Linked DNA regions of Sus scrofa: regions 1, 2, 4 and 5 are each linked to region 3. Evidence: chromatin contacts called from public Hi-C and HiChIP or PLAC-seq data. All regions are on one chromosome and are shown on one strand. Each heading gives the region's core, a stretch centred on a gene start, on an enhancer-like site or on the middle of the called end of the contact. The rest is flanking DNA. Distances are from core to core; before and after follow the strand shown.

The links. Hi-C and Micro-C count contacts between places; a contact is called where the count stands out from the background. HiChIP or PLAC-seq counts read pairs in DNA pulled down with a chosen protein or histone mark.
Region 1: an H3K27ac HiChIP or PLAC-seq map of alveolar macrophages shows a contact between it and region 3. The contact joins the enhancer-like site here to the promoter of ZFP36L2 in region 3. A contact is called at or near these places in 1 of 5 promoter capture datasets (fetal liver), 5 of 47 Hi-C or Micro-C datasets (alveolar macrophages, brain, embryonic fibroblasts and 2 more) and 2 of 2 datasets of contacts at active chromatin or transcription factors (alveolar macrophages and skeletal muscle).
Region 2: an H3K27ac HiChIP or PLAC-seq map of skeletal muscle shows a contact between it and region 3, with 2.9 times the contacts expected there. The contact joins the enhancer-like site here to the promoter of ZFP36L2 in region 3. A contact is called at or near these places in 1 of 5 promoter capture datasets (liver), 11 of 47 Hi-C or Micro-C datasets (embryonic fibroblasts, fibroblasts, heart right ventricle and 5 more) and 2 of 2 datasets of contacts at active chromatin or transcription factors (alveolar macrophages and skeletal muscle).
Region 4: a Hi-C map of liver shows a contact between it and region 3, with 2.9 times the contacts expected there. The contact joins the enhancer-like site here to the promoter of ZFP36L2 in region 3. A contact is called at or near these places in 3 of 5 promoter capture datasets (fetal liver, liver and skeletal muscle), 31 of 47 Hi-C or Micro-C datasets (alveolar macrophages, blood, brain and 13 more) and 2 of 2 datasets of contacts at active chromatin or transcription factors (alveolar macrophages and skeletal muscle).
Region 5: an H3K27ac HiChIP or PLAC-seq map of skeletal muscle shows a contact between it and region 3. The contact joins the enhancer-like site here to the promoter of ZFP36L2 in region 3. A contact is called at or near these places in 1 of 5 promoter capture datasets (fetal liver), 4 of 47 Hi-C or Micro-C datasets (brain, embryonic fibroblasts, fetal heart ventricle and 1 more) and 2 of 2 datasets of contacts at active chromatin or transcription factors (alveolar macrophages and skeletal muscle).

The regions. Positions count from the first base shown.
Region 1 is chr3:97,305,267-97,310,705 of Sscrofa11.1, reverse strand. It overlaps LOC106509842 (a long non-coding RNA gene), which reads right to left. Exons shown (of 3, transcript XR_002342744.1): 3 at 5,149-5,266. Among named protein-coding and RNA genes, the nearest start is that of ZFP36L2, 110 kb to the right of the region's middle. Within about 2 kb of position 1,620, at least 34 of the 83 cell types and tissues checked have an H3K27ac peak or open chromatin away from gene starts, as enhancers often do. A contact at or near this core is called in alveolar macrophages, liver and omental adipose tissue, where this site is marked.
Region 2 is chr3:97,128,289-97,133,725 of Sscrofa11.1, reverse strand. The region is part of intron 33 of THADA (thyroid adenoma-associated protein); the gene reads right to left. Among named protein-coding and RNA genes, the nearest start is that of ZFP36L2, 69 kb to the left of the region's middle. Within about 2 kb of position 2,330, at least 31 of the 83 cell types and tissues checked have an H3K27ac peak or open chromatin away from gene starts, as enhancers often do. A contact at or near this core is called in alveolar macrophages, liver, omental adipose tissue and 3 more, where this site is marked.
Region 3 is chr3:97,197,535-97,202,994 of Sscrofa11.1, reverse strand. It overlaps ZFP36L2 (mRNA decay activator protein ZFP36L2), which reads right to left and starts at 2,600. Exons shown (of 2, transcript XM_003125190.6): 1 at 2,240-2,600; 2 at 1-1,704. The coding sequence starts at 2,290. The coding sequence ends at 274.
Region 4 is chr3:97,279,448-97,284,634 of Sscrofa11.1, reverse strand. It overlaps LOC106509839 (a long non-coding RNA gene), which reads left to right. Exons shown (of 2, transcript XR_001307760.2): 2 at 1-126. Among named protein-coding and RNA genes, the nearest start is that of ZFP36L2, 82 kb to the right of the region's middle. Within about 2 kb of position 2,699, at least 11 of the 83 cell types and tissues checked have an H3K27ac peak or open chromatin away from gene starts, as enhancers often do. A contact at or near this core is called in liver and retroperitoneal adipose tissue, where this site is marked.
Region 5 is chr3:97,322,537-97,327,764 of Sscrofa11.1, reverse strand. No RefSeq gene overlaps it. Among named protein-coding and RNA genes, the nearest start is that of ZFP36L2, 120 kb to the right of the region's middle. Within about 2 kb of position 1,259, at least 37 of the 83 cell types and tissues checked have an H3K27ac peak or open chromatin away from gene starts, as enhancers often do. A contact at or near this core is called in brain, fetal liver and skeletal muscle, where this site is marked.

The DNA.
Region 1 (5,439 bases), core at 371-2,870, 110 kb before region 3:
TTTTAGGGCCGCACGCATGGTATATGGAGGGTCCCAGGCTACGGGTGGAATTGGAGCTACAGCCGCCGGCCTACACCAGAGCCACAGCAACTCAGGATCCGAGCCATGTCTGCAACCTACACCACAGCTCACAGTAACATCGGATCCTTAATCCACTGAGCAAGGCCAGGGATTGAACCTGCAACCTCATGGATCCTAGTTGGGCTCATTACCGCTGAGCCACAACAGGAACTCCTGGGCTGTGCCATCTTGACGAAGCTCCTCCCTCTCACCATGTCCCTGTGCCCCTCAGAGGAAACCATTGGCTGGGCCTTTGGGCCAGAGCTGGGCAGGTTCCCAGCACCCTTGATGTTTGCTTCCAATCCAAGAAAAAGCTAGGCTCCCCAGCTGGGAACTCCTGCCCTCCCCCTTCTCCTTTTCTTTTCTCCCCCCTCCCCCACCCTTGCACTTTCCCCCAGCACCCCCCCAACCCCAAGAAGTTTCCAAAGTGACCACATGTGGGCCCAAATCAAACCCTTGTCCTCAGGCCTCTGCTGGCACTTCTCCCAGATCGCCCACCTTCCTCCTCCAGCTCCGCAGCCCGGCCACCCTCCTCACCCCTGCCCCCGCCATTCCTCTTTGTGGACAACTTTCTAAATGCAGCCAAACTTCCCCTTTCAGTCCACAGCCCCCAGAAAACAGCTGCAAAAAGTCAGCGGCTCGGCAAGTTCTCTTGCAAAGTTTGGCCGAGAGTAACAGCCACTCGTTCTAGCCATTGCCACCCTCTCCCAGGCTCAGAAGGCCAGTCTCCCCCTCCAGGAAACAGTGAGAAGCCCCCGCTCCAGTACTGCTCCCGGGGTCACAGTCTCCCCAGCAATCTAATCTAGAGAGAACTCCTGAAAGGGGCCCGGCTGAGGGTAGCTGGGGGAAGTTGACCGCCCGAAACCTGACGGGTTTCCTGACCTTGCCCAAGCCCTCTGTGACCCTGGGCACCTCACTTACTCCCCCCACCACTGCCCCCCCACACCCAGGCACAGGCCTCTCCTTTGGAGAACAAGGGATGGATACATTGGTTGATTTTCCAGGCCCCTTCCAAGTCTGAAATTCCACACATGGGTCGTTTCTCCCTAGGGTGCCCAGGGATGGGAGAGAAGCTGTGCCCAGGGACACCCGTCTCACTGAGGGTGGTCTGACCAGGCCTCCGAAAATGCATTCTTCGTCCTCTCGGTGACAGTCGGCCCCCTGTAAAAGAGAGGCTCTCACGCCCGAGTCTGATCAGAATCACCTGGGAAAACCACACCATCTCCGACCCCAGCTACACTCCGGACCAAAGAAACCAGAATCTCAGCTCAGGGCCTGGTCCTCAGTCTGTTTGGAAGGTTACTCAGGTGATTCTGAATGAGCAGAAAGAGTTCAGAACCATTGTGGAAAAGGCATCTAGAAACGAAAGAGGAAGCTGTAAGCCAGAGATGCCACATCTGGGTGCCACCTTCTCTGCTGAGAAGCTCTTGAGGCCAGTGGGATGGACTCCGTGAGTAGCGAGGCTTGTCTGTCGTGGATGGGTGGGGAGGGCTGTGGACTGCCCCTGGGGCTGCCCCGCTGCACCCCCACCCTGGCAGGATACTAGGTTCAGGGCCAGCTACTGGGTGCTGGCTCACTGGCTTGCCTGCTCCCTACCAGGCCCCCAAGGCCTCCCTGTGCCCCTCCAAGGCAGATGGCCCCAGGACTGTGGTCCGGGCCCTGGAAACCAACCTCACAAGAGGCAGGAGGCCCCAGGGCAGCTCGAGCCCTCTGAGGGCTTTGTGTGGATTGAGAAAAGGAAAATAGAGAAGGGAAACCGAAGCAGGGCCGAAGGCAGTGAAGGAGAAAAAGACAAGAGAAAGGGGAAGGACTCTGAGGTCAGAGAGTCATGTGAATGGCATTTAGGGAACAAAGCCCCCACTGCCCTGCCCCCTGCTCCCCCTTCATCCATCATCCTCTGGGCCTGGTAAGAAGCACTCTTCTGCCAGGGCCCTGGGCGCAGAAAGCATTGCTGCGCACACAGAAAGCCCAGATCCAGAAATCTGCCAGTTCTGAGTCTGTGAGCCCTGTCCATCCTCCCTCTGGGCAGAGCTAGCAAAGCCCTCCCTACCTGGCACTCTCAGATCCCTGCCTCCTTGGCTCGCGGCAGCCAGGGTCTCTCATCAGACATTGGCCATCAAATCTGGCCGCTCCCAGACCAAAGTAAAGGCTCAATCCAACTCCCAAGACACTTGGCATCGTACCAAGGAGATCCAGGTAATGCTGGTGACTAGCTGTGACCTTGAGCAAACCACCTCCTTCCCCTCCCCAGGCCTCAAGTGCCTGATCTTGTCTGCCTTTCTCTGATGGCACATTTGGAAGGAAGGCATGTCTCTGTATCCCCAGGGGTCAAGAGCCTGGGCTCTGAAGACAGAGACCTGGGCTCATCTCTTGGCTCTGCCACTTGCTGGAGTTTTAATCTCTGTGCCTCCATGTCCTCACTTGGAAGGTGACAGTTAATAGATGGACGGCAGAACATGAGAAGACATCACAGGTCCAAACCAACATGGGTCTCATCTCTAGAATAGCTTTGTCCTTTTTTTTCTTTTTTTTTTTTTTTTTTCGTTTTTGGCTACCCCATGACATATGGAGTTCCTGGGCCAGGGATCACATCTGAGCTGCAGTTGCAACTTAAGCCACAGTGGCGGCAACGATGGATCCTTAACCCACTGTGCTGGGCTGGGGATCGAACCTGCATCCTAGCACTCCAGAGATGCCACAGATCCCATTGTACCATAGTGGAAATTCCAAAAACCACCCTTCACAAACCAAAGAAGGAGATGGCAGACTGAATGGAAAACTGAGCAAAGGATACAAGCAGGCAGTTAACAGCTGCAAGAACCAACGCGAACAGGGTACCGATTAATGTATCAGAGAGGGAGGTACAAGTGACGAATGGGACAGAAGGGATGGTGATTCCCACCCTAGGGGTGATTTTGCCCCCCCCCATCCCCCACCACCACCAGGGGATGTTTGGCAATGTCTGGAGACTTTTTCTGTTGTCATAAGGTGGGGGTGCTATTGGCATTTAGTGGCTAGAGACCAGGGATGCTGCTGAACACTCCATAATGCCCAGAACAGCCCCCGTAACAAAGAAATATCTGACCCCAAATGTCAATGGAGTTGAAGCCTAGAGGATGGATAAACAGACAGGTGAAGGGGCCTGGCTAGGACAGTGAGCTGCTGAAGCATATGACTCATGAAAATAAATCCACTCAAAGGGCAATGATAATGGTCCCTAAGTGTTTGGCAGACAGTAGCAGTTTCGATTCATGTTCGATACTCTGCTGCTACGCTTTCCGTGAGGGGTCCGGACTCCTCAGCCCTCTTCCGATGCTCCAGCAGCAAAGCTGTGGACCTCAGGCTGGAGAGGGTGAGCAGTCACGGTGGGCAGCACAGCTCTCGCCCCTGCGCCCCAGAGGTGGGACGGGCGGGGGGGGGCAGCGGGAGCTATAGAAGGGCAGAGACGGAAAAAGGAAAAGAGGGGAGGGGTGCCTGGGCTGAGGAGCGAAGAGGAAGAGAAAGGAGACACTGCAAGCTTCAGAGTTTCACAACATCACAAAAATACCCAGAAAGTTGGGGGGGGGGGTTGCACAGGGAGAAGTTCAAGTTGAGCAACAGCTGTGGTTGTCTTCACAAATTCATGGAAAATCCTCTTTTCACCCTCTACGGGTGAGTGACGCTAGACCCTTAACCAACCCCGAAGTGGCCTAGAAAGGGTCTCGTCCCACCTCACCAGGTCTCACACCATCTCTTTCCTCGCCTCCCCCTCCTCCTTTTTCACTCGCCCTGGCTGGTCCTCCATCCCTGTTTTCCAGGATGGACACTCCCACTCCAGTCCCACTGGAGCCCTAAAGCAGTTGACGAGGTGCACACATCATCGTCATCACCATCTTAGCTGTTAGAAATCAGCATCTGGGAAGAAATCATCTGCTCTATGCAACAGGCCAAGAGATGCTCTAGGATCCTTAGAGTGGAGCCCCACCTTTGGCTCTGAGTTTCCTGGTGGCCCAAGTGACATGAGAATTGGGGCCAGTTTCATGAGTTACGTGGCCCATAATCAGAAGCCCACCGGTTCCTCTGAGGATGCAGAGCTTTGCCAGGAACTGGAACCTGAAATATATTCTTCTACCCAGCGCTGGCTGAGGCAGTGACAGCTAGCGACAGCAGCCTCCCAAAATAAATGTGACAGAGGGACTCCGCTGGCCATTTTCCAGAAAGGCCCACCATGAGGGAGGGCATAAGAAAGACTCTGTGGTGTCTAAATAACGTGGTCCAAGAGCCACTCGGCTCCATGAGAGGCTGACTCGGTTCAGGGATAAGTCTCATCTGGAAGAATGGATGGAATGCATGGCCTTTAAATAACCCCCATGAACTTTTTCTCTCAACTGAGCTTTTGATAAAACTGGGGCAGCGGGAGGCAGTTGGAGGTTGTAACCGCTGACAAGGGTCTGGCGGGCAGAGCGCTGGCACTGGGTGAGGGTGGGGCCATGGGGCCCTGGCACCTGCAGAGGCATCATTCATGGATTCAGCTGTTCTCAGTCTCCCCCGAAGGCTCAGCACACGCAGAGCTTTCTCATCTGGCTCTGGCCTGAAGTGGAACTTGCCCGAGAGGCTGGTGGAAGCAGGAGCGGGCTCGGAGCCGGCGGGCTGCTGGCCTGCACTGAGAGCCCTGCCTCTCTTCGGGGTTGCTATTAAGGGTAATAATAATCTGCATTCAGGAAGTTCCCATCATGGCTCAGTGGAAACGAATCTGACTAGCATCCATGAGGACCCAAGTTCGATCCCTGGCCTCGCTCAGTGGGTTAAGGATCCCAAGGCGTTGCCGTGAGCTGTGGTGTAGGTCACAGATTCGGCTCAGACCCTGCATTGCTGTGGCTCTGGCGTAGGCTGGCAGCTACAGCTCTAATTTGACCCCTGGCCTGGGAACCTCCATATGCCGTGGGTGCAGCCCTAAAAAGACAAACAAACAAACCAAAAAAAACTGCATTCATTGTGGTTCTAGGCGTTTTGTCACTTCCTCAATTTAATCTTCACAATCGAGCTCTTAGATCGTTACAATGACTGTCCTCATTTTACAGATGAACAAACTGAGGCTCAGAGGGCTTTGCTCCTGTGACCATTCGTAAGGGGAGAAGCTACGACACGGCTCCAATCTGTCTAATTCCAGAGTTCACACGCTTGTAACCACCACCCCTTCATGGCTGCCACAAGAACGAGTGAAAACCTGTGGGAAAAGTGCAAAGGCAGTTAATTTGTGGCGTGAGAGCACAGGAAACTCAGCTCTCAGAACGGGCTTCAGGAGAAGGCCGGAAGCCTGCAGCAACGTTTTGAATTGAAGGCGGGGGCTCTGAGACACCCAGAGCCTGAGTCGCTGGAAACAGCAGCTGCCCCCAGGGG
Region 2 (5,437 bases), core at 1,081-3,580, 69 kb after region 3:
CTGGGAATCTCAGATGTGTTATTTTAGCAGTTTCGGTTCTCGGTTCTCTGGCGAGCTGCAGATTTCAGTGTTATGTCTATGACCTGAACTGTGATTGCTTAATCAACTGGATTTCAAAGCTGCCATTCCCCAAGCAACCAAGGGAGGGCGCTAACATCGACTCTGGTGGCTGAGGGAGGATTTAAAAGCAGCACTACCTTGAGCAAGCAAGGTCCGAGGTCCTGTTTTATTGTTTAGGGAAGTCTGCCTCTTCCCTAGAGGAGGAGCACAGCCCCAAAGGGCAGGCCCATGGGTCAGTTATCTTTGATTTTCACAGCTATTCATACCAGTTTGATTTTCAAAAAGTCAACATAATCTGAAAAGATGCATATTAATCTAAATAGCCTTAATAAGGGCACTCTGGAAAACAATGTGGATGATATCATTACCACATAATTATGGATACAGTGGAGTTTCACCACAAGAGCATTTAGGTGAATTTAACTTTACTCAGCAAACAGAGAGAAAGGGATTGAAAAATAACAATTAAAAGAGCGAGGGCAGTTTCATCTGACATTCCAAGCACTGAGCATATCCCCAGAGGGTGGCTGTGTGGTTACCTCAGACCAGTGGTTCTCAAAGGCTGGTGCGCTCACCTCCAGAGCTCCTGGCTCAGGATGTCTAGGGCAGGGCCCCCCAACCTCATCTCTAGCCAATTCTGGGGCGATGCTGATGTGCTGATGCAGGGACCACACTTCTCAGACCACCTGAGATCATCCGCGCTTCTTGGAGTGTAAACAGCTTGCCGTGCTGAACGTGTCTAATTCTAGTGCTGAACGGTGTTTGTTTTTGTATATCAGGGCTCCTCATCATGTCAACCCCTTCATCTAGGGCTCAACCAAGAGGCTCCTGAATAGTATACAGTTCCTGGCCTTCGCTGGTTATGTCACAAACCAAGATAGCCTCATTGCTTTGTGCTGAACTGGCCAAAATTAATGGGGCCAGAGGGAGTTGGTGTACAGGCCCCGAGGGACACTGTTTTCTTGGCCCCCGCAGAGACCGTTATGGGAGAAGCTAAAACCCCAGTAATCACAGCAAAATTGTTCTACTTAGAAAGAGGCCAATCAAACAGAAAAAAACAGTTTCACTGCCACACTGGGGACGCTGTATAAATGGCCAGGGTATGGACCGTGCCACTCTGGTGGTCGCTTGCCATTGAGCCTCAGAGGCAGGTTCTTGATTCTACCTTTCCTGTGCTGTCTCCTTGAATGATTGAGTGAACAAATGAATGAATTTCTCTCTCGCATATGGTAATGACTCAGAATTCTCTGATCCCGCTAGATCAGGAAACGTCTGTAGAAGTTTCGGACAAATGAATGAATGAATGAATTTCTCTCTCACATATGGTAATGACTCGGAATTCTCCGATCCCGCTCGATCAGGAAACGTCTGTAGAAGCCCCCCCCACCCCCACCCCTTTACTCTCCTTAAAAAAAGTGAGAGAATACAAAGTGGATTTTACTTTTAAGGCACAGTGAGACGGTCAGCTTTTTCTATTTCAAAGAACTGGAGCTCTGGTCAGAGAGATCTGGTAATCAGACCCAACAAATGTTCTTATCTGGACCAGTTGATAAACTGGTTCTAAAAATAATCAGAGATGATAGTTTGTACACTCTGTGCTGTTAATGGTCTGTTATGCAATTTCTCAGTATAAAAAAAAAACACAATTATGTTTGGAGAGGAGAGGAAACCATAGGAACTACAACAACAACAACACCACAAATCGAGTGATTTAATACATCTTGGCTTCTCCTTATCGAAGGGAAATTCCAATTCTTCTACTTAATCCTCTGCTCCTCCTGGTGAACAGTAATCCTGACCTGAAGGGCCCTTCCAGTCACAGACAAGGAGAAGGACCTGGCGGAAGCGTTTGGAGACTCGCTCCGTCTTGAGAAGCACCCTGAACGGGTGCCGGCTGTTTACGTCTTGCCTACTTTCTGGGTCTCTGAACCCCTTCTGCCCTGCGTACGGGCATGGCCCCGACACACACATCCCTCTGAAAACACTCCCTCCTTCCCCTGCCCCAGCAGATTCTCCAAGTACTTTTTTAGGCACCAAACGCCTTATCTGCTCTTGAGGAAGGAGGATGAGCTTCTGAAAATACTATTTGAAGACTACTTGGTCAACCCAAAAATAACAACAGTCCCTGTGGCTTGGGAGATGGAGTCCGAAGAGTTCTGAAGGGATTTGGGTAGGCTAAAAATGAGCTCACCAGGCCCTGGGTGGGACCAGCAGTTTTCACTTCTTGCCTCCACCCACCATCCCATCCTTGCCTCTGCCCAACACAGGGAGGAAGTCAGGAAATACTTGTGGATAAACACATGACAACCCGAAGACACAAACATAAAATTACTTCTTAGCATACACTGCTTTGGGTTCTTTGTCAGCGAATTGCTCCCAAGGACAAGATTGAGAAATCAGCAACTTCTGTATCATCACAGCTTAGACACCCCCCCATTTCATTTAACCTCTTCCCCACAAAGGATCTGGGGCTTCCCTTTTGCCCTTCGGCAATGAGATACGGTGTGAAACCTTTTTGAGAGTCTCAGTGGCTGGGAAGATTCTTTTAAATAAGTGGGGCTTACCTCTGCCGACGCACCTGTAATGAGTGGCTAGGACTGCTGATCTCAGTGTCTTGCCAGCGCTACAGTTTATAGTTCTGGAAGAAACAGTCTCTAAGACTGAAGAGGTTTCTGGTGCCACTGGCCTACATCAATGTGGGAATGACGCCACAAGGTACAATCTACAGCTGGCAAATCCAACAGAATCTGGTTGCACTGGCATGCGGTTTAGTGTGCCATCAAGTACATTCTGCCAGATGGGCACTGGAGGAGAGCCTGGGAGTAAGCGTAGCTGGCCATGGGACCAGCAGAAGTTCTGATGAGATGACCGACCATTCGTTTTGGTACCAATTTTACTTCCTAATACCTGCTTGTCTTCCTATGCTAGATTTTTTCTTTCTTATAATGTTACTTTCCATGGGGTTTTCACAGTTTTTTTTTTTTTCTCTTTCTTTCAGGTGACCTTTACCCCAATGCTCTGAGGGTACCATCCCCACTTTACAACTGAGGAACCAAGAAGTTTCAAAGCAAAGTGATGAAGGTGATAGTTCTTTTAGCCCATGCAAGTTTAACCACTATAGGAATTGCCCTTTGCCATAAACAACTAACAGCTATAAACTAGACAAACGTGTGAAATTATTGTTTTTAAACATCAGACATGGGCAGTCCAGGACCATGGCCCCCGAGAGAAGAAAGCAACACATAAGGTGAGACTTCTAGTTGCCCCAGACTACTAAGCAGGGGCACCTTCCCTCCCGGCACAGACAGGGAGAACCCAGAGCCCAGAGGTCTTGCTGAGTCAGAACGATTGGATATTCATATGAAAAATAACAAAAAGAACTTCAGGAGTTCCCATTGTGGCTCAGTGGAAATGAATCTGACTAGCATCCCTTAGGACGCAAGTTTAACAAGTTTAATCCCTGGCCTTGCTCAGTAGGTTAAGGATCCGGTGTTGCTGAGAGCTGTAGTGTAGGTCGAAGATGTGGCTCAGATCCTGCGTTGCTGTGGCTGTGGCGTAGGCTGGCAGCTGCAGCTCCAATCTGACCCTTAGCCTAGGAACCTCCATATGCCATGGGTGAGGCCCTAAAAAGACAAAGAAAAAAAAAAAAAAAGAAAAACTTCAACCTTATCTCATGACATACATGAACATTAGCCCAAAGTGGATCACAGATCTAAACGTAAAACTTTAAAAATCAAACTTCAGAAGAAAACCTGAGAGACTGTCTTTGTGACCTTGGGATAGGCAAAGACTTCTTTACTAGGGCACAAAAGGCATAAAACAGGAGTTCTCAGGTGGCCTAGTGGTTGAAGGATCTGGCGTTGTCATTGCTGTGGCACAGGTTTGACCCCGGCCCAGAAACCTCCACATGCCTCAGGCGCAGCAAAAAAAAAAAAAAAAAAAGCATAAAAGACAAAGGAAAAACTGATAAATCGGACTTCATCAAAATTAAAAACATAAGCTCTTCAAAAGACATTGTTAAGAAAAAAGACCTGCTGTGTAGCACTGAAAACTACGTCTAGATACTTACAATGGAGCACGACAATGGGAGAAAAAACTATGTGTACATGTATGTGTAACTGGGTCCCCATGCTGTACAGTGGAAAAAAAAAAAGTGAGTTGGGGGAAATAACAATAAAAAATAAATTAAAGAAAAGAAAAAAGACAAGCAACAGATAGGTAAAAAATATTTAATGACTATTTATCTGTATAAAATATTTGTATCCAGAACAAAAAACTTTTACAACTCAATAATTAAAAACATCCAATTAAAAAGAAAACGTGCAAGAAATCTGAACAGACACTTTACCAAAAAAAGATATGTATATTGCAACCATGGCACATGAAAAGATACTCAATACAACTGGTCACTAGGGAAATGAAAATTTAAATCATAATAACACACCACTACACATCTACCAGGATGGCTATAATCAACAAGAGGGGCAATTCCAAGTTTCAATGAGGATGCAGGATAACTGGACCTCTCATATACTGCTGGTGGGAATGCTAAGTGGTAAGGCCCTTTGGAAAACAGTTTGGCAATTTCCTACAACTTAAACAATCCTTATCATATGACCTAGTAATCTCTTTCCTAGGTTTTACTTAGGAGGGTAAAAACATATAGCCACATAAACATATCTATGCTCAGAGCTGCATTATTCACAATTTCCCAAAGGTGGAAGTGCCAAAATGTATTTCAACTAGTGAATTAATATAAACAACCCATGCCCATAATGGAATACTATTCATCAAGAAAAAGACAAGACCCGCATCATGTTCATAAAGGATGAAAACCACACAGTCATCTCAATAGGTGCAGAAGAAGAAATGACAGGACCCAATACCCTTTCAGGCTCAAAACACTCAACAAGCAAGAAATAGAAGGACATGTCTCCAACTTGATAACAAGCATCTATGGAAAACCCACAGCTGACACTGTACTTAATGGTAAAAGACTAAAAGCTCTTCTCCTAAGATCAGGGACAAGACACTTCTATTCGGTCTTATATTAGAGGTTCTAACCAGGGCAAGAAGGCAAGAAAAATAAACGTCATTTAGATTGGAGAGAAAGAAGTAAAAACCTATTTCTATTGCCCATAACATGATCTCATAGATGGAATGTTCAAAGAAGTCCATAAAAACAAACAAATAAATGAAAAACCTATTTGAGACAATATATAAGTTCAGTAAGGTTGTGGATAAAAGATTAATATACAAATATCAACTATAGTTTTTTATAGTAGCAGTGAACAATCCAGAATTGAAATTAAGAAAATAATTCCATTTACAACAGCATCAAAAATAATAAAACAGGAATAAAATCATTTCTTTTTTT
Region 3 (5,460 bases), core at 1,351-3,850:
TCAACAAGAATGAAACTTCGTAATAATAATAAAAATAATAATAAAAAAAAAAAAAACAAGAGGAAACCGAAAAGGGAGGGGTGGGGGCCCCTCCCGGCACACAAGTTCGAGTCCAAGTGCTCGGTGCGGCCTGAAGTCTGCTTGTGGCCGGTATCATTCCCCCCTACACATCCCCGTGCTCCCCTGCCCCTAGCAGAGGCGAGACCGCCGGGGCGCCCTCCAACACCCCCAGAACTGCCTTCCCTTCCTCCTCCTCACTGGCGCCCTCTTGCCTCAGTCGTCGGAGATGGAGAGGCGGCTGAAGATGGGCAGGCGGCGGCCAGGGTCGAGGCTGGGGGACTCAGAGCCGCTGAGGCTGCCCGAGCTCAGGGAGCCGCTCAAGTAGCTGTCGCGGTCCGACAGCGAGTCCGGGGGGCTAGGGGGAGCGTCGAACACGGGGGACTCGGACAGGCGGCGCGGCAGCTGGAAGCTGAAGGGCGGTGAGGGCGGCGCGGTGGCGCTAGCAGGGAGGGGCGCGCTGGGCGGTGCCGGGGGCTGCGCAGGGGGCACCAGGCCCTGCTGCTGCTGCTGTTGGCTGCGATAGTAGGCGGCGGCAGCCACCGTGGCGAAGTTGTGGGTCTGGATGGCCAGCGGCGTGATGAGGCTGCTCAGCTCCGGGCCGAAGGCGAAGGCGTTGTTGGCGCACGAGGCCGACGAGCAGGCGGCGCAGGGCGCGCCCGGAGCGAGCAGGTCTTCGGCGCCCCCAGTGCCGTACAGCAGAGCCGCCGCAGCCGCGGCCGCCGCAGAGGCACAGCACGTCGGGGCGCCCGAGGGCGTGGAGGCTGCCGAGGCCGACGAACAGGAAGAAGCGGACGAGGAGCAGGACGAGGCGGAGGAACAGGAGGGCGGCGGCGGGGTGCGCGACGTGGGGCTGTCGAGCAGCAGGGGCGACTCCAGGCCCCCCGGGGGCTGGTGGTGGCCCGACGGGAAGCCCGAGAAGCTGAGGCTGTGGTGCAGCTTAGGCCGCGGCTCCCGGGGGAAGCCCAGGTGCAGCGCGTCTCGGGCACTGAAGGTGCGCAGGTCCCCGGAGGCACCCCCCGATGGCGCAGGCCGCCGCTCATCGGCGTTGTGGATGAAGTGGCAGCGCGGCCCGTAGGGGCAGAAGCCGATGGTGTGGAAGGTGCGGCACAGCTCCGTCTTGTACTTCGGATGGCGAGTCAGGCTGCGCAGCTCGTGGAACCCGTGCGCGAACTGGCACTTCTCGCCGTATTTGCACGTGCCGCTCTCCTCGAAGGGTCGGCACAGCTCAGTTTTGTAGCGCGTTGAGTTGATCTGGGAGCCGCCGCCCCCCTTCTGCTGCTGCTGCAGGTGCAGGAGGTGCTGGCTGCGATCGCCGTTCTCACTGAACGAGCGGTCCCGGAATTTGTTCTCCTTGTTCAGCAGGGCCGTGCCGCCGCCCCCCGACGGCTCCTTGAGGGTGCCGTAGGAGGCCGGGCCGCTGGCCGCCGCGCTGCCGCAGCTGCTGCCGTTAGCCGCGCCCGGGAACTTGGGCGAGCAGCTGCCGGGGCTAGGCGCTGGGTGGGCGAGCGCGTGCAGGTTGCTGGCCGAGTGCCGTCGGAGGAAGCCCGGGGTGAAGCCCGAGCTGGGGGCAGCGGCCACAGGCGTCCCCACCGCCTTCTTGTCCAGCATGTTGTTCAGATTGAGGTTGGCCAGGGATTTCTCCGTCTGCCAAAAGGAGGGTAGCGGGGAAGGGGTGAAAAGTGGAAAAGGGAGGGAAGAGTTGGAGGAGTTGCAGAGTAACAACCACTTGCAGCTCTCTGATTCTTTTCCCTTTTTTCGGATTCTGACTCGGCCCCCAACCGCCACCCTTACAAGAGCACAAGAATCAAGTTCGAGTTGGGAGGAGCCGGACTCTCCCACCCTAGGCCGCGCCGGCTTGCAACATGTGATCTTCAGCCGTGGGCCGCCGGCCTGGGCGGCGCAAACCCCGTCCGGGAAGCCCCGGGCAGCGTGGCTGTGGTCGGCTGGGGAGAAACTAAACAGCTACAGCTACTCCCTCCAGCCCTTCCTCTCTTCTCCTTCTCTCCGCCCACAAGGCGCGAGAACACACACTGCAAACTCCAGGATTTTTCCCGAACCCAAAAGTCAAGGCGAGGAAAGGACTCCCAAAGCCGAGGGCAGAGGGCCAAGCCTGAAATCTCGAAGGGCTTCCTTCTTGCCTTTCCTCCTCCCTCCCTCCCTCCTTTCCCCGCCCGCGTACCTTGCACAAGAAGTCGATATCATAGAAGGCGGACAGAAGTGTGGTCGACATGTTTCTGGATCCTGTAATGGTCGGAGCTGCAGGCAGGGAGGTCCGGAGGAACCCTCGCGGCGGCGCGGCCGGCTCGAGCCACGACGAATAACGGGCGAGGGGCGGGGGAGGGATCGAAAGTTTGCTGGGGGGCGAGAAAAGAAGGAACGGAGGCAGCAGCGTGGACTGGTTTTGAGGGTGCCCAGGAGTGCGGAGTGGGGGGAAAGAAAGAGTGAAGCTAGAGCGCTCCTCCGCGCCCCGGGGTGCCCGGCCCGCCCCCCCGCGCGGAGCCGACGGCAGCTCTCGGACTGCTGGAACTCAGCGGCCTGCGAGCGCGCGCCCTATATACTGTCCCGCAGCGCGGCAGAGGCTGGAGGGGCGTGCCGGGGGAGGGGACAGAACGCTGACCCCCGCCGGGGTCTCCAGGCAACGCCGCCCGCCGGCTCGCGGACGTCAGGCGCCTTCCCGGCCTCCCATTGGCCGCCGCCAATTTTTTTTTTTCTCTGGGGGAGGGGGGTGGGGAGGCCTCGGGGCGGGGCTGGGCGCTGGGGCGCCCGGGGCAGCGTGGAGAGCTCGGCCTAGATGGGTGCTGCTAGGTGGCGGCGGGAAGATTCAGCTCCCCTCCTCTGGGGCTGCACTGTTGGAAATCCCCAGCACGTTTAAGCTGGCCGGGGTTCTGCAGCCCTGGACGTGTCTCTCCCCGCCCGATCCTGCTACGCGAAATTGCGGAGTTTTTATCTCCCACCCTCGGTCTTATACTGGGCGCGGGAATTGCAAAATGCAAGAATACTGCAACCGTCCGCGCGGCCCCACTGGGTTGCAAAGGGTGCTCCGGCCGGGGGGGGCGGGGGGGCGAGGGCTTGAGTCGGATGGGTGGTGGCTCCATCCCGACTGCACGTGGAGTGCGGTGGGTGTGGGGGCGGGAGCGGCCACGCGGGCGGCTGCCGGGGTAGTCCTGCCCGGAGGAGCCTGGGCCCGTTTCTCCGCCCCCCTTCCCGCCCAGGCTGCAGTAAACAGGGCTTGAGCGCCGGGGCCTGCCGGGCAGGGCTGAGTGTCTGAGGACAAGGCGCTGGCTTTGCTAATCACATCACAAGACCTTGAGCCAGGGCCAAAGGCGCGGAGTGGCGCGGGGCGTCCCGGGCGGGGGAGCCGGCTGGGAGGACTGGAGGAAAGGCCGGGAGAGCCGTGCAGGCATGGAGGCCACTTCCCGCCACCTTGTCTGTCTGCCGGTCGGTTCGGTCTTCCCCAGCCCTCCCGGGGGTGGTGGCACAGCTGCCAGCCGAGGCTCCCGCCCTCCGCAGCCTTGGCCAGGCGCGGCCTCCTAGCCCTTTCCCTCCGGCCGTTGAGGGCGCCGCGCCCCGCCTTAACTGTGAGCAGAACCTGTGGGCTGCAGGCTCTGGCTGAGGCCGACCCGCAGCCAGGCAGGGCTGGGCACCGAGGACGCGTCTGGTGGGCTCGCCCGGGTTTCCTCCCACACCCCCAAAAGCTCGCGTTGGGAAATGCTCTGCCAACGGGTGCCCTGTGGGTATGGGGCAGACGCCCCCCCTAGCGCCCAGGGAGGCTAAAGCCGCTGTCGGCCCTACTCGAGCAGATCTGGTCCGGGACTCCTCGCTCCGCGTCTTCGCATATGCTGCCAAAAAGCTGGAGCTGGGCCCATGATTTCGCACACCTGACAGCCTAGGCTGTAACTGGGCCTAAGTTGAAAGGTCCAGTAAGCGCAAGGCCAAGAAGCTACCCACGCCCCCTTCCCCAGCTGATCTTGTTTTGTTTCCTGATGCTCACTTCCATTCTGCAGCGCTCATTCTTTATCTCAGTGAACCTGGGAGGGAATGAGTCAGGCCTGTCACTCAAGAAACCGACTCCTTAGAGTTCAGCTTGCATTCAGTGTCCACTGCTGTATTCTCCACCCGCCGCCCATCCAGGGAGCTAGAGCAGGGCTGTGAGCACTTCAGGATGGGAAACATAGGGCTAGAGTTCGGGCCCTGTCCCTTATAAACCCTGTGATTTTAGGCAAATCACATAATCACTTAGGCACCTGGAGTTCCTTGTAAAAGTAAGGTAATTCCTATTTTACTCCTCTCTCACCTATGTCAAAGTGCAAACGAGTTATTTGTTAAGGTGATTAAAAGATAAACAAGTATAATCTCTCTTATTTATTAAAACACATTGACAAACATAGAAATGGAGGAAGCCAGGCCTCTGGGGTATGGCCAGATAGGTGGAGCGCCTCTGTGAACACAGAGCTGAGGAGGCATCAAATACTGGACCCTCAAGCTAGGAGCCAAGGGCAGTGACCTCAGAAGAGGTCACTGCTTCCCTCTTACCTCTCCAGCCTACACTGGCCCTTAGACAAGGCTGGGCAACTGTGTCTGACACCTGTAGCCTAGAATACCCAAGAACCCTGACTCTGTTTTGTTCTTTGTTTAAATGATCCCCAACACAAGAGTTGGAGGGCGGCCCTAACAATGGGGTATTATGAGTTTCCCTTGGGAAAGCATCAAGAAAGTGTGAAACAACAATTTCTCCTGCTTTGGGAGGTCAGTAACAAGATTTCAGATACAGAACCAGTGGAAACATCTGTCTCTCCTGTCCTCCCAGGCTGGCCAGAGGCAGCCAAGATCAGAACCTGGGGTATTCCCAGTCAACAGCTTTGAGAACACCCACTTTGTGGGCTTGGTAGAAGGACTTTGGAGCTAACATGTAAACATGCTTTGGGACAGAGTACCTGCTGGTAGAAAATATTTTTATTATTATGTAACTGCTTTATTTCATTTTAAATGGAGAAAAAAGGAATGCTGGCCTTTTCAAATGAGCTGGGCTTTGCTGGAGCCAATTTCATAATTATTCTACCATGGTTATCATCACGCTATGCCAACAATTCTCTGACTTCTCACCAGCCAGGCCTTCTCAGAACAAAAAGAAATGTTAGGTTGGCAACTTTCCATCAAGTGTGGGCTAGAGATGCCTAACCAGGTAATTAATCCAGGCTCACAAAAAAGCACATTTTGAGCTGAATAATGCAGAACCACTCCAGGAATTCCCTGCTCTCTATAGGACAAAACTTTAACTTCTTTCCTCGCCTCTTCCTGTACAGCCCTTTCTCACACTTCCACTGGGCTCTACTTTGAGTAATTGGGTGGTTTTCTTTCAAAGATAAATTATATTTGCAATATAGGCTTTTTTACAGTAGG
Region 4 (5,187 bases), core at 1,450-3,949, 82 kb before region 3:
TGGTCTGTGTACCAGACCACATGGCTGTACGTGGCCTCTTCCCTTTTCTAAATTATTGCTCATTCCCCTCCTCCACCTAGAAGGATCTATTTAGCTTGCCATTAAGAAGTTTGTCTTCACACCAAACTTGCCCCGTAAGCATCAGCTTCATCCTTTACCTACTGACTCCTCTCATTCGGTCATTCATTCATTCCACAAAACACTGCTGAGTGTGTGCCAGGTACCAGTATAAGCAAGGGAACAAGACAGACCCTGCTGGAGTCACGGTGCTCACATTCTAGTCGCAGGGAAGGCGGGAGACAATAAACAAATCACTGGACACATAAAACTGCAAGTGACAGTATAAGTGCCATGAAAGAAAATAAAGCGGGGCCAGGAGATGAGGGTGACAGGGCTCTCCTTCTGCTGGAACTGCCCTGAAAAGCTTCTCTCTGTGGAGGTAGCCTCTGAGCAGAGACCCAGAGGCAGTAAAGGAAGGAGACTTCCCGGCAGAGCCCCTCCTACCAGGCAGGCAGTGCCAAAAGAAAGTTCTCTAATCCTGCCTGGTTCTGCCAGGAGCCTGTGGCATGGCCTGGGGCACTCACTCCCAGTGCTGGGTGTCCATTTCCTCCTTGACAAACAAGAGGGCCGGCTGCTCCAGCTCCCTGAGGGCACCTCCACCATGAATCCACCTGCCCACAGGTGGCGGGAGGAACTCCATGTCGGGGGGCCTGCGTTGGAAGGCCAGCTGGGCCACCTCCAAGCTGTGCAACCTCAGGCAGGTTACTGAACCTCTCTGAGGTGGTCTCCTTATCTGTAAAATGCCTTCCTCTGGGTATTGTGAAGGATTAAATGAGCTTGTGGATGTGTCACCACCTGGTATATAACAGGTGTTTAATAGACTCTAGGGTCACACCTGGGAGAGGTGAGCCCATGGGGTGAGATGAAGAGGTGCTCCTTTCATTCAGGGAGAGGGCAATGCTGACCTAAAGACACAAGGGACCACCAGCCACCCACCTGTGCAGAGACGAGCCGGGGGAGGCTCCAGGCTGGGACCCTGCCTCACAGACCCAGAGCCAGTGGGGTGGGGTGCCGGGGTCCTGCACTTCCCACTGACGTCAGCAGGTGCGGGTGGAGTGGAGCGCTGTGGTATAGGGCCCTTGAACTGTCACACCACGGCCCTGGCTTTCAACTTCCTCTGGGGCCCAGGGTGTGCTCAGCTCGCCCTCCCTTCCTTCCTCCCTCATTCAGGCCGCTTTGGGGAAGCACCAGCCACCCTCCGGCTCCAGTCACTGTGCTCCCTCTCAGCTCCCAGAGTTCATCCCAGGTCACTGTGCTCCCTCTCAGCTCCCAGAGTTCATCCCAGCCCCCCTCCATCAACAGGTCTTTCCCTCATCCCTGCGGGGACTCCAGCATGGCAGGCGGGACCCACCAGGCCTGGGGTGCAGCCAGTAGCAATACTCAGCCCTGACTGGCTGCCTCGGTGGTGCACTGCTCATCCCTGACCTCCCTGGATGTGGGTGTTTTTATTCCCTTTCTTCTTGAGGAACTGAGGCTCTAGGAAAATAGGAGCTGTGGGCACTGAGGTGGCAAAGTTGACAGGCATTCTTCCTGCAGGAGCCTTGCAAGGCAGAGGGGCCTTGGCAAGGCCAGAAGACAGAGGATGCAGGTGGTGGACCAGTCTGAGGCTGGGATGGGGGCTTAGGGGACTCCCACCCCACAAATGGCTACAGGCCACAGTGTACAGGCCCCTCCCCCCACCTGCTGCTTTAGGACTCCCAGGGGGCCTGGCACTCTGAGTCTCCAGCCAGCTCCCAGGTGGCCTGGAAGCTGCTGGCTCAGTCTGAAAGGCCAGAGCTGAGAGCTGAGCCACAAGCCCCATTGGAAGACATTTCTCAGGTCCTTTCTGGCAGGAAACAGACATCCTTTCCAGCTATCATTTATTGACAACTTTCTTGCAGAGCAGGTGCTGTGCTAAATGCTTTGCATATATAAACCTATGTAATTCTCACAACAGCTCTGTGAGGCAGGACGCTGGGGCACAGCGAGGTTAAGCGACTTGCCTGAGGTCACACAGAACTGGCATTCAAACCAGGATGCCTGGCTCCAGAGGGCACCCTCACCTCTCCTCAAAGTGGAGATCCCTGGAGCAGGGGAGGCCCAGGACCAGGGGTTTGGGTTGGACCTGGCGGGCATTGGGGAGCCATGGCAGGGTTCTGAGCCAGGGATCAGTATGCTCCCAGGACTGGCTGGACAACTGGACCCCACTGAGGGCTGAATACACCACCCCTCCCACAGGGATGTGGTTAGGACAGAAGGCGGCAGAACAAGACTTCCCCCAAAGAAAAGACCTGAGATGAGGTTGGCAGGCCATGTGCTGGGCATGAAGTTGTGAAGGTGGGAGCTCAGGCACAGGGAAGGGAGCCAGCAGCTCCCTGCCCCCAGTGGGTCGGCTACAGATGGGTGCTCGGTTCCTGTGCCTGGGGCCTAAGAGCTGCCAGCCTACGGGGGCCACCCGGTGTCCATCTGTCTGCGTGCACATGTGTGTATTCGCGTGTGTAAGAAGGCAGGGAGAAGGGGCCTTTGCGTGTGCCTGTTTGCAGGGGAACCTGTCCCCCACCCCCACCTGCTGCTGCAGCCACAGAGAACAGGATGCCCTGACTCCAATCTGCACCTCTAAGGCCTTGAAACCACAGCCACCACGTCAAGGGCGAGTGCACAAGGGCTGGCGGGAGGTGGGGCCCTGGGTGCAGGGTCTGCAGGTGTGAGCCAACAGACGTGTGCAAGGCTGCCCTGGGGGTGTGGTTCCAGGGAGGGGGGCAGGTGGGGTGGAAGGGAGCTGGTCCTCCCCTGGGAGGGAGCACAGCGTCCATCCCCTCTGACCACAGGTTGCGGGGTCCGACAGCTAGCCCCCGTCTGGCCCCTCAGAGGACCAGCCTTTGCTTGTGCAGCTGCTCTCCTCTGGGTGACAGTCCTAACAACACTGTACAAAGGTCTGTAGAGCATCTAAAATGGCCCAGCAGTTCCAGGCACTTGGGAAACATCCACGAGCAAAACAAAGATCCCTGCCCTCGTGGGGTCAATATTCTTGTTGGGGAGACACAGTAGATGAAGCAAGTGAAGTCAGGTGTGTCAGTAGGTGGCAGGTGACACAGGGGAAGAGAGGAGATGGAACCACGCTGAGAGCTGTAATGTGCTGGGGGGGTGAGGGGGAGGGGCTGTGCTGGGGGGGGTGACAAGAGGGGTGTGTGCCCATGTGTACACAGGTCACAGTATTAAACTGGGTGGTCCACGGAGGCCCTACTGAAAAGGTGACATTTCAACAAAAGCTTGGAGAAGGAGCCAAGCAAGGTCTGGAAGAAAACATTCCAGACAGAGGAAATAGCTAGAACAAGGGCCCTGAGGCAGAGGCATGCCTTGCCAGGACTGAGGGAAGGACAACCTGGCCTGCTGGTGGACCGACGTGGCCCCACGCCTTCTGGCATCTGCTCACCTTGCCAAGAGTGAGGGCTGACGCCCCGTGGGTTAAAGAAAATGGACCTTCTGGTACCTACAGCAAAAGCGAAAGGGCTCCCACAGGAACCAGTGTCATGGGAAGTAGGGGACAGAGAGGGACAAAGGGTTTAGACCAGAAGGAGCCTACCACCCCTTGGGGGCCTGAGCTCAGGGAGAAGGCCCTAGACTGGGGGCCTCTAGGGGGAGGGTGGGGGAAGTCTCTGGGGTCCCCAGGCTCCCTGACCAACCTGTGCCTGGGAGCTCACTGAGAGAGTGCAGTGAGGAGCTGCATCCTGCTGCCTGGGGGCCAGCTGGCCACTCGGGGGCAGGGAGCCTGCCACCACCTGCCTCTGCTGAGGCTGCCAGCTCCTTCTGCATTCAAGCACCCCATGGCGGTTGGGCGGGGGGCAGTTGGCCTCAGGAGAGGGAAGCTGATGGCTGATCAGGGGACGGGATGTGTCTACAGCCCCACCCAGCCCTGCAGTTTGTGCGAGATGGAGTTCTAGAAGGCAGATCCCCTCTAAGCCAGCCAGACCACCACCAAAGGATGGGGGTAGCAATGACTGAGAGAGGGGATGGCGGGAGGTTAGGAACTAGAAAAAAGGGAGGAGGCTTGACCTGGGCCTTTTAGGATGAGAGCAAATCTGAATGGGTGGAGAGGAGAAAGGACAAGTCCATGCATTCACACACTGGCACACACAGGTGACACCACACACACACAAACACACACACACACACACATACTCGGTCCCTTAAGCTTCACCACCCTCCCCCAAAACACACAGGTTTTCATAGCCGGAGATATCCACTACACCTCACAGATGCCAAAGTAACACTCAGACACACATGCACTGGGGACATTTACACTCACGTAAGACATGCCAGCACCAGGGCACACACAGAGTCACACACCCTCAGAGACCTAGAGTGGGTCCCCTGGGCACCAGAAGCACATTGACTCCTTAGAAACGGACTTGGGAGAAGATGATGATGTGTCTGCAATGCATAGCAGAACAGAGGCTGGAAAGTAGGGCAGAGGGGGACAGATGGAGATGGGGTGACAGATAGACCCAGAGAAAGGAACGTCGCAGCCACACCCACCTGCAGATGGCACACGCCTTAGTACTTGTCACCCTCCCTGCCCGTGAGAGATACCACTCAGCCACCCTATGACGTTGCAAAGTCACTCAGCCTTTTCTCCAAGTTTTTCTTGGATGAAATGAGAATCTGGTAACATCTGCTTTCCAAATTTCAACCGCAAATCGACAGGTAGATCCTGTTTGCTCTGCCTCCCAAAACACTGTTCAGAGTCCAGCCACTTTTCCCTCCTCCAGGGAACCCCCTGGCCAGGCCACCGTCCACCAGCTTCCCTGCCTCCCCTCTTGCTCCCTGAAGCAGTCTGTGGTCCACTTGCAGCCACTGACCCTCTCCTCCCAACCTACTGGTGTGTTTCCATCTCATCCACCGCACAGAGGAAAATCCTTGCGATGGTCCCAGAGGAGCTGCCCACCCCTCCCTTTTCTCCCTTCTGGCTTCAACTCCAGCCATGCTTGGCCCTGGCTTCCACAAACACCCAGGCCTCCCCTCTCAGAGCCTTTGCACCTGCCGTTCCCTCTGCCTGGAGGGGCCTCAGGACTCTGTCTTCAGAATTTAGTCAAATACATCCTCTCACTGAGGCCTCCCTGGCTGCATCAGCTAACGCTGCGGCCCCCA
Region 5 (5,228 bases), core at 10-2,509, 130 kb before region 3:
GACCCGCTCAGCTCAGCCCTCGCCGTGGAAACTTTGAAAAGTTGAAATGGAGCTGATTTCCCCCCAGATTCCTTGACAGCAAAACCTCCAGCCTAAGAGGATTAGAGCAAACCTCCAAACACGCAGTTGAGAGAAATCAAGCAGGAGGGGACCTCACTCACACAACCACGTCACATGGTCCCCACCAGACAGATCCCCAGAAGGACCTCGAAACCCCCCACCTGCCAGAAATACACCCCTCCCAGCCCCCACCCCACCATGATCGCCACGACCCCCACCCTCCTCCCTCACCCCTGCCCACCCCACTCCTACTCACCCCCATTCCTACCCCCACCCCTCTTACCCCCACCCCTCTACCCCACCCCCTCCGGCCTGCCTGCCCCAAGCCTTGGATGCCACCATTCAGTCCCCAGGGGGCAGTTCTGCCCTCCCTCCCCAACACTCAGCTGTGAGAGGTTTTCAGAGGCTTCCCAGCGTGTCCACCCCCAGGGCCCTGGGATGGAACCAGCCTGGGCCTGAAAGGAGGAAATGGGACACAGAGAGAGGAAGAGGCTTTGAGAAGGTGGAGCGCAAAGGTAACCTGCTAACTGAAGAGTTTTGCTGCTGGCCGGCCAGGCCCGCCTGTCACCAGAATGAAAATTCTTGTCAGGCTGTCAAAAATACACACATTTCCAAGGTAGCTGTTGTGCAGGGGCAAGGCGGGGGATAAGGAAAACAGTATTTATTCCTTCCTTCTTACCCACCAGGCTTATGTCCTACGGGAAGGAACTGAGGCTGGGGAGGGTGCCCAGCCCCCACTGCCCCCAGAGGGTTAAGTGACAGAGCTGAGATCTCAGGTCCATGGGACACAGAGCCCTCCTATGTTCGGAAGCCCCACCCTGCCAGGGGCTGCGGGGACAGAGCTAGACACCATCTGGGAAGAATCAGAGAAGATTTTGAGAAAAGGCCTCACGTGGGAATGCGAGAAACTTCGTTGGGGCTTTTTCATCAGTAAAGCAGAAACATAACCTTCCTCCTTGCAAACATTTCTGCACTCTCAAGGGTACCTGACTCTGTGTCCAACAAATTAGTCAGGAAGCAAGTATAAAATTTAAAAATCCCCGTTCTAACCCGTCAGAGAATGCTTTTCACGGGGGTGGGGAAGGGTGCTGCTGAAGTTTATAACTCCATGCATCCCAGCTCCTGCCTCCTGCCCTGACAGAGCCCAGACTTGTCATCTGAGAAGCGGGGGGAAGGGCGAGGTCACTGCCCTTCTCTGGTTTCCGCCCAGAGCTCTGCTCTTCTGCAGGGAACACGGGGCTAGGAGAGCTGGCAGCTGACAGTCTACAGAGGGAGCTGCTGGCTGGTTCTTAGAAAGGGGGGTGTAAGATGCAGGCCTCCCCTCTCCTTCCTGAGCAGGAAGACAAGACACCCTCGGCTGAGGCCCAGGGCCTGCCATTCATGTGTGGCGGTTCCGCTGGGCCCAGGTCTGAGCCCCGGCCGGGACCCGTGCATCCAGCCTGCCCTGCCTGCAGAGAAGGAGTCAGCAGAGTCGCCTCAGGACCTTCTCCGAAGAAACAAAAAAGTGGAAACGTATTTGCTCTCGGCTGCTGGATAACCAAGTACCACAAAATTAACACAACCCTGGTTAATTATCTCAGTTCTGTAGGTCAGAAGTCCAGGTGGGCTCAGCTGGATGCTCTGCTGAGGCTTTGCAAGGCCAAAATCGAGGTGTGAGCTGGGTGGGCTGGTGTCCAGACGTGCTAGGAAAGAATCTGCTCCCCAGTTCATTTTGACGTAGCAGAACTTTGCTCCCGCGGCTGTAGGACTAAGATGTTCTCCCGCCAGTTGTCAGCCGCGGGTCCCTCTCAGCGCCTAGAAGCTGCTCTCTCTTAGGCTCCTTCCATGCAGTTCCCTCCACCTTCAAGTCATTAAAGGGACATGGAACCCGCTTCCATACTTCAAATCCATGACTTCCTTTCCAGCCACCAGCCAGAGAAAACTCTCTGCTTTTAAAGGGCTTGTGTGGGAGTTCTCATCATGGCGCAGTGGTTAACGAATCCGACTAGGAATGATGAGGTTGCGGGTTCGATCCCTGGCCTTGCTCAGTGGGTTAACGATCTGGCGTTGCCGTGAGTGTGGTGTAGGTTTGCAGACACAGCTTGGATCCCACGTTGCTGTGGCTCTGGCGAAGGCTGGTGGCCACAGCTCCAAGTGGACCCCTAGCCTGGGAACCTCCATATGCCGAGGGAGCTGCCCAAGAAATGGCAAAAAGATGAAAAAAAATTTCTTTTTAAGTGCTTGTGTGAATAGATTAGGAACACCTACTAGATAGTCCTGCCCCCATTTTATTATTACTATTATTATTGTTGTTGCTTTTTAGGATCGAACCTGTGGCGTATGGAGGTCTTCAAGCTGGGGGTAGAATTGGAGCTGTAGCTGCCAGCCTACACCACAGCCACAGCAACACGAGATCCGAGCCGAGTCTGCGACCTACCCCACAGCTCACGGCAACGGCAGATCCTCGATCCACTGAGTGAGGCCAGGGATTGGACCCGCATCCTCATGGATACTAGTCGGATTCATTTCCGCTGCTTCACAACAGGAACTCCTAACCTCCCTTTTGAGTAACTCAAAGTTGACTGATTCTAAACTGTTACTGGGTTTTTAAAATCCTTTTGCCATCTAATGTAACAGAATCAGAGGCTCAATAGCTCATCATATTTGAGGATTAGGATGAGAAATCTCAGGGGGCCATATTTTGAATTCTGTCTACATCCAGGGTGCAAAAACACGTTGGCATTTTTGTCCAAATGCGGGACGAGACTCTTAGTACAGAACTTCCTTCCCTCTGCCCAGGCGCTCAGAGGAAAGGGTAGCACCGGGCTGCGGGGTTGACTAGGAACCCCTGCTTTTCTCTCGTCCTCCTCGTGGAACAGGTTCTGGGGCTTTTCGTGACCCGAGGGGGATAGTCCTGCTTCAGGACCACTGGGGCTCTGCTCGTGTTAATCACCCTCCCCCTTCCAGAGCCTCAGCCACCCCCACTGCTGGGCTCTGCCCTGCCTTTCATACGCCCTGTGCGCTGCAGCAGCAACCTGATCTCTGGCGGCCCTGTACACGCGCCTCCCCTCTGCCCACCACAGCCTGGGCTCCACAGGCCCTGGCTTCTTTAATCTGCTCCCTCCTCCTTATCCCAGTGGATGCCTTCCAGGCCCTATTTCCCAGCCCTACTGCAAGTACAGAGATGGATTCCATCTTGCACCTTGCGGTGCTGCCAACACCCGGCCCCGTGCCAGGAATGTAGCAGACACTCTGCAAACATTTATTGTTGTTTCATGGCGTTCCCGTCGTGGCGCATCGGAAATGAATCCGACTAGGAACCATGAGGTTGTGGGTTCGATCCCTGGCCTTGCTCAGTGGGTTAAGGATCTGGCATTGCCGTGAGCTGTGGTGTAGGTTGCAGACATGGCTCGGATCTGGCGTGGCTGTGACTGTGGTGTAGGCCAGCAGCTACAGCTCCGATTAGACCCCTAGCCTGGGAACCTCCATATGCCGCGGGTCTGGCCCTAAAAAGACAAGAAACAAAAAAACAAAAACAAAAAAAAATTCATTGTAGTTTCTTTGGTTTCGTATATCTGTGGGGTCCTTTTGCTAAAGTGCTTCTCCCTCTGCCCCAAATCTCAACATATGTCTGCACCCTTCCCTGAAGCCAGTGAGGCCCTTGTCACATTCTGCTTGGCCTGAGGGCAAAGCGAAGGGCTGAGCATGGGGGGTCCCTCAGGATGAAATGCTGCACTAACAGTTCTGTCTCACACCACACACACACACACACACACACACACACACACACACACCCAGAGACTGAGTTCCAGGGGCCCCTGGCTGGGGAGGCAAGAGTCGCCAGCCCCCTGCTCCCACCCCTTGCCCAACGTGGGCCTCAGCTCAGCCATCTCTCTAGGAGTTTACTTGTGCCGGCCTTAATCTTTTTTCATTCCATCTCTGAATTGGGGCCCATGTTCTCATCCCCCAGGGACCCACCCACTTCCTCTTGGGAGTCCAGCCGAGGACAGTGTGGTTTGAAGAACGTTCTAATCCCAGCCCCAAAGCTCTAAGAGAAAAAATGACTAAAAGCCCTGGAATGTGGAGCCTGCTGCTTCCTGCAAAGCATTTTGAATGAAACACGTAACCAACAGCTGCAGCTCAGAGAATGGAAACTCTGAGGGACGTCATGGCTCCAGGTCCTCAAATAGAAGGCTTGTGAGCAGAACAAGCTCTTTATTGCAGCCCAGCCCGGACGCCTTCGGCGCCCACCCCTCCCGGCTCTCCTTCCAGGAACCCGGCCCGCCACGCCAAGCACCTACCCCTGTGGCTCACTTATTCCAAGCACTCTGCAGCCCCCTCAATCCCCCAATTCTCTGTTGGAATGGGGGGTGGTACATCTCCCTTCCCACTCATGAGCCCCCAGGGGCATCTAAGACCCCACAGCAGCTTGCCCAGCAATCCCAAAGCAGGAACCCCCCTGCCTCCAGCTCAGGTCTTAGAAAGCCCCAGAGCCTGTCCCAAGAACAGAAAGTCAGCACACCTCCCAGCACAGCCCCCACCCTGGGATCGGCCCCAGGCCAAGCCTGGCAGGGGAGCCGGCTGATACCAAGCTCTAGAGGAGGGTGATCGAGGCTGCTCTCAGGATGGACTGGGGCTGGGGACGGGGGAGTTTGGGGAGCAGGGAAGGATAGACAGCCCCCCGGGAGCAAAAGACCTAAGAGTCAGGAAATTCCTAAAGATCACTCCTGAACGAAGGGAAGACATTGGTCAACTTCTTTATTAAGACGTAGCAGACATGGGGGACATACACGTGCATTGATCTTAAATGGTATGCTTGATGAATTTGATATATGCATACCTCCCCGGATCAAAAGAGAGAACATTTCAAATACTCCAGAAGTTTCCCTGGAGCCCCTTCACAGTCCATACCCATCCCCTCAGTGGTAACCACCCTGAGACATTTCTTTCTCTTCCTGTCAATTAATTTTGCCCATTTGGGGGACTTGGTTTAACTTCGTTTAACAAGCAAGTAGTATGGGCTCCGGCTATAGGCGCATTTTGTGCCGCATCGGGTCTGGGATTCGGATGCCCTCACAGCAATAGGGCCCCTACAGTGCTCCAGGCGCTGCACAGAGGATGGCATGCCGACTTTTTGCACTGAAGCCTTGATCTTGAGCCCGTTTTGCTGAATCAGCAGTTCACCGCCA